Regions from separate parts of the Sus scrofa genome. Here region 1 is linked to region 2. Evidence: chromatin contacts called from public HiChIP or PLAC-seq data. All regions are on one chromosome and are shown on one strand. Each heading gives the region's core, a stretch centred on a gene start, on an enhancer-like site or on the middle of the called end of the contact. The rest is flanking DNA. Distances are from core to core; before and after follow the strand shown. Region 1 holds the start of RAPGEF1 (rap guanine nucleotide exchange factor 1). Region 2 holds the start of NUP214 (nuclear pore complex protein Nup214).

Region 1 (2,883 bases), core at 280-2,779, 520 kb before region 2:
CAGCGAGCCCACCAGAAGTTGGGGCGATGCAAACAGGATTTACCTTCCCTTCTCCCTGCACCCCTGCCAAATCCCGTCCCCATCACCAGCTTATTTAATTAACCTATTTCGAGGGAAAACCAGCTGAGTTCACTTCGAGTTATTTCTTTGAACTTCATCTGGGGCCAAGAACAGCGAGCAGAGGGCAGGAGATTTTTCTACATGTGAACATCCCCTGTTACTGAATGTGTGTTATCTTTATTTGCTTTATATGATTTAACTTTGACTCCTCAAATTATGAACTCTTTGGAGGGAAGAATCAATTTTGCACATTTTTGTAGGACCCGTAGCAGCTCACACAGTGCCTGGTCCTAGTAGGAATTTTTTTTTTTTTTTTTTTTTTTTTTTTTTTTTTTTTTTTGGCGTGCCCAAGGCACGTGGAGCTTCCCAGGCCAGGGACTGAATCTCCATCACAGTAGTAATCAGAGTCACAGCAGCGATAATGTCAGATCCTTAACCCACTGAGCTCCGTGTTAACTCCTCTAGTAGGTTGTTTGATTCTCAAACCAATGACTTTTACTGAACTCACTGCCACACTCTGAATGTCCCATAGCTGACGTCCAGGCTGGAGGATAGCTTGGTCCCCCTTTGGGGGTTGAATGAGTAGAGAGGACACGGTTGTTGCATCCTCATGGGCTGGGCCTCTGGGGACACTGAGCTCTAAGTGGAATCAGGCCTTGACCTGGCCAGGTGGCTCCTGCTCTCAGGTGGTGCTGAGTCTTAGGTGAGGGGAGAGGTCGGGTCAGGAGGAGCCCCTGGTCAGGTCAGGTCAGTCCCCAGCCTCCAGGCTCTGGGATGGCAGGGAGCCCTTACCAGGTGACTCAACCCAAATGGGCTGTTGAGACCCAGGTAGAGGGAGGGGGATGGGCCCCAGGCTTGGCATGGAGTGTGGGCCATCAGGGCACTCTGAATCCTGGGTGGTGTCAGTCACCCAGGCATGGAGGCTAGAGTTTGGGAGGGGCCCTGTGTTCCAAGTGAGGGGGGCATTCCAGGACCTGGGCAGGGGAGGCTCTGAACCCGGGTTGGGGTGTCAGTCCCAAGCCACGGTATGGAGACTACAGGCCAGCAGGGGATGCTGGGTCTCAAGTGGGGAGGGATCTGGGCAAGCTCTCAGCCAGATCCAGGTTGGGAGCTGCTTCCATGGCAGAGGATGCTGAATCTGGGGCGGGGTCCAACCCCAGGCCCTGGCAGAGAGGTTCTGTGCCGGCAGGGCACCCTGACTCCCAGGTGCGGCTTGGGAGGTCGGGCCAACGCTCCGGCGCGGAGACTCCGGGCCGGCAGGGGGCGCTGCATCCCGGGCGGGAGGCTCAGGCCGGCTCCGAGTCGGCAGGGGGCGCTGGGCCCACGGCGGCGCGGCGGCCGCCCGGTAGGTGGCGCTCTGGCCGCGGCCGAGGCCAGCGGGCGGCGGCGGCGGCGCGGCGCGGCGCTGCGGCCGGCTCGCGGGCCCGGGAAGCGGCGGCGGCGGCGGCGGCGGCCGGAGCGGAGGAGGCGGAGCGGCGGCGGCCCCGGGCGGGCTGGAGCGCCGCTGGCCGAGCGCAGAGGCCGCGGCCCGCGGAGCCCGCCATGCCGGCGCGGGTCTGAGGCGCGGCGAGCCAGGGCCGAGGCGAGCGGCGGCCGCGCCGGCCTGTGGCCCCGCAGCGGCCCGGCCCGGGCCCGATGAGCGGCGGCCTCGGCCTCCGGCGCAGCCCGGAAATGTCCGGCAAGATCGAGAAAGCAGGTGAGGCGCGGCGGCCGGCGCGGCGCGGCCCGTGCCTCGGGCGGGCGGGCGGGGCGGCCGGGCTCCCGGGACCCGCGGGCCCGGCGCTGCGCCGGGAGCAGAAGTGAAACCGCCGCCGGGCCTGCTGGGCGCGTCGCGGCTTCGCCTCCGCGGGCCTCGGCGGGCGGCGGGCCGGGCTGCTCGGCGCTCCCCGGGGCGCGCGACCGGCGGGGCCCGGGGGCCGGGGGCGCGGGGCGGACGCGGCCGGAGCGCAAGGCCCCGCGGCCGGGCCGGTCGGTGCGCGCCCCTCGGCCCGCGGCGTGAACTTTCAGACAACGGCTGGCACCGGGGACGAGGCGGGGGACCGCGGCCGCGTGTCCGAGTGGCTGCAGCGCCCGAGCCGAGCCCCGGCGGCGGGCGGGCGTCTTTGAGACGGTGAATAGAGCCGAGCCGTAAAAGGTGTCATTTCGAAGGAGCCCGGAGTTTAAATTTAACCAGAAGTATCCACTTCGGAGGCTTCAAAGGAAGCAGGCAGGATGTGTCTGGGCGTTTTCAGGGCGCGGGCGAGCTTTCCTCTGAGATCGAGCTGCGCCCTGGAAAGCAGGGCGTGTGGGGAGCCGGTTGGGTTTGGGGTCGACCAGAAAGCTTGGTGCAAACCTCCTCTCTTTGTGTGTTCCTAGAAGTCTCGGAGCCTTGCCTTCCGGTTACCTGGCTTTTGCCCTCCTGTTATGGGAGTAGATCCCCAAAGATGCCACCTGGGCCGCGCACCTGGGGCCCAGGGCTTAATTAGCCCGCGGCACTGTGCACCTTGCGGGGCACATCCTTGAGTCCAAGGCAGCGAACATCCCTGGTTGTCCTAGCCTGGTACCTTGTCCTCCTTGGCAGTTTGGGAAGGCAGGCTTTTAGGGGGGCTGGAGGGGGCAGGTTGCACTGATTGGGAAGTTGCTGGTTTCCCAGGTTGAGCCAGGACCCGTTTCTGAGAAGCGCCTCGAAGTGGACCCAGAAGGCGGTCTGACTCGCCGGCTGTGGGTTAAGCCCAGAAAGGACATTTTCGTGGCCTTTCTGGAGGGTTTTCTATATATCCGGCGCTGTGCTGAGCATCTTCGATGTTTCGCTTATTAAATCCTGGCAGGTGCTGAGAGGGGCGT
Region 2 (2,767 bases), core at 189-2,688:
AAACCTCATGGTTCCTAATCGGATTTGTTTCCACTGGGCCCCGACGGGAACTCCCCTACTTGGGTCTTGTAACCAGTAACCCAGGAAGGTGGTTGTTCTTAAACCTCTTCATCCTTCTGCCCCAGCATATCTGAGGAACATGGCACACTCACTGGGTGGCTCATCCAGGGCAGTGATTCTCAAGGAGAAAGAGAGCATCACAGCTCTAAACATGGTATGGATTACTACGCTTTAAATGCACTTCAGTGATTAGTTGTTCAGATACCTAAAGTCTTCCTACAACACAGTCCTGTTTTCTTGTGAATTCCCTCTCATCATTTGGCTCAGCTGGCCCGCTCAAGTGTTCTGACTTCAGGTTGATTTCCAGGACCAAAAGAGTCCTCCAGTTCCAGTTAACTAAAGCTCTTACAAGGTTCAGTGATGAACGGGCAAGCCTGGACCACCTTACAGAAGTACTGGCACCTGAGAGAGGGTCTTGAAAACACTAACGACAAACACCTAAATTTCTGCACGCTTGTCAAATGAGGCTTTGGGCAAGTTACTTTCTGAGCCTCAACTTGCTACTCTATATTAACAAGCACTTCGTAAGTTGCTGTGATAATTATCAGTGCCTGGCATAAAGCAAACGCTCGATACACAGTGGTTATGACCACTACTCCGACCACCACATTAGAGTAGGTAGGAGAAGAGTTCCCTTGTGGTCTAGCGGTTAAAGGATCCAGAGTTGTCACTGCAGCAGCTCGGGTTCGATCCCTGGACCAAAAACTTCCGCAAGCCGCGAGCGCGGCCAAAAAAAAAAGCGTAGTTAGGATAACTCAAGAAGCTCAGACAAGACCAACTAGGGCGGCAAAACTGCATTCAGTGGGGCTTTTACGCCGGCGGCACGGCAGAGCTCTCCAGGACGCGTTGGTGAGAACCGTGAGCCCGGCAAACAGTTCGAGCTGCAGGCGGGGGGCGGGGCAGCCGACACTCGCGTCTCGCAGGCAACACCTGAACTAAGAAAGGGGGGGAGGCCCCGGCCAGTGTCTGACCTTCATCTCCCGCTCGGGGATCACGGCGTCCATCTCGTCTCCCATCTCGCCGCTCTCAACTGGTCAAAGCAGCCACCGCGGCTGCCCGGGGCCTCGCCAACACTACCCAGGCGCTTCCAGGCCAACTTCCTTTCTTCAGGTTGAGCAGCGCTCCGCAGATTACGTACTTCCGGCGCGCATTGGTGACGTCAAGCTCCTCGGTCCGCGGACCTGTGAAGGGAGGCTGAGGGCCCTTCTGAAGTCTTGAGCCCTCCTGGCCGCCGCCTCCCATTGGCTGGCTTGGACCGAGTAGGGGGCGTGGCCCGGGAGCTGGGGCGCCTGCGCGCGGGAGGTCCGGTTGCAGCAGCCGCTTTAGCAGGTGGCGCGGTTTCGCTTTCGTTCTTTGAGCGGTGCACCTGCAGGGCCTCCACGCTCGTTTAATGGAAACGACACTGTAATCTGTGGATGTAGGTGGTTATTAATAGCTCCAATTGTAGAGAAGTTAGGAACTTGACAAATACTTCCAAGGGGCAGCTCCTGAGAAGGGCTTTGGAGGCCGGGAGAGTGGAGGGAAAAGTGCGGGAAGTTGGTGAGGTGGGTGTCGCCAGCGAGACTCTTCTGTGTCTAATGGCTGAAAGGGGAGATTAGAGGGCACCAGTGATTAGCTTTGTTTACGCCTTTCAAGGTAATCGTTTCCGGTGCAAGGGCCCAAAAACTGGGCAAAACACTATTTAATTTATGGTTTTTAGGCCCCGCCTGTGTGGCATATGGAAGTTCCCAGGCTAGGGGTCTAATTAGAGCTACAACGGGCAGCCTACACAGCAGGCCACAGCAACGCGAGATCCCCGACCCCACCGAGCCAGGCCAGGGATGGAACCCGCATGGTCCTGGATACTAGCCAGATTTATTTCCGCTGTGCCACAACGGGAACTCCCACAAAACACTTTAGATGTGTTGTTTACTCTTCAGTAGTCACCTAGGGGTTGTCACTGCCATTTAATTGATTGAGGTGACTGGAAGCACAGAGGAGTTAAGAAAATTCCCCAGTGCCCCTCAAGTGGTGAAGGCAGGATTAGAGTTCGGCTTGTCTGAATATACTGATTGCTGACTATGACACAGTCCTACGTAGAGATTTTTGCAGTGGAACTGTAAATGCTCTAGGACAGAGATTCTTAGCTTGGAGGCTGTGATCAGCTCCCGGGAAGATGGGGGGAGGGGTACGTATTCTGTCACTGCTTGGTTTTCAGCAGACTCCTCATCTGCTCCAAGCCTGCTTCTCATTTCTCAAACAAAAATGACATAATGGAACCTTACTCATGGGGTTGCTATGAGAAGCAAAGGAAGTTCAACGTTTAACAGCACCTGGCACACAGGACACATTCTTTTAGTCTGTCACTATATCAGCTAGTGCTTCTCAGTTTACTAAGGCCCAGAACCACCCCCAAAATACACCAATCAAGACGTTGATAAGTTTGTTTTATTTCCATTCTGTAGAGATATCTGGTACCGCACACACTCACATGCATACATACACACATACTGCATCCACCTGAATTTGCCCCATACACTCCCTCCTTTCCAATGGCAGGGGTGAAGCCATATTGGCAGCCCCCAAGTTGCTGGTTATATTAGTTAGATTTGGTCTTTCAGAGAGGAAACAGCGGAACTTCTAAGAAGCTGAGCCCATGGCCAGAAAAATAAGAGTCCTAGAGCTAATGGCCACAACCTGAAATACACACACACACACACACACACAC

What was found. HiChIP or PLAC-seq counts read pairs in DNA pulled down with a chosen protein or histone mark.
Region 1: an H3K27ac HiChIP or PLAC-seq map of skeletal muscle shows a contact between it and region 2, with 3 times the contacts expected there. The contact joins the promoter of RAPGEF1 here to the promoter of NUP214 in region 2. A contact is called at or near these places in 1 of 5 promoter capture datasets (fetal liver) and 1 of 2 datasets of contacts at active chromatin or transcription factors (skeletal muscle).

Annotation. Positions count from the first base shown.
Region 1 is chr1:271,623,255-271,626,137 of Sscrofa11.1, reverse strand. RAPGEF1 (rap guanine nucleotide exchange factor 1) reads left to right here and starts at 1,529. Exons shown (of 26, transcript XM_005654593.3): 1 at 1,529-1,756. The coding sequence starts at 1,696.
Region 2 is chr1:271,102,509-271,105,275 of Sscrofa11.1, reverse strand. It overlaps NUP214 (nuclear pore complex protein Nup214), which reads right to left and starts at 1,438. Exons shown (of 35, transcript XR_002337892.1): 1 at 1,032-1,438.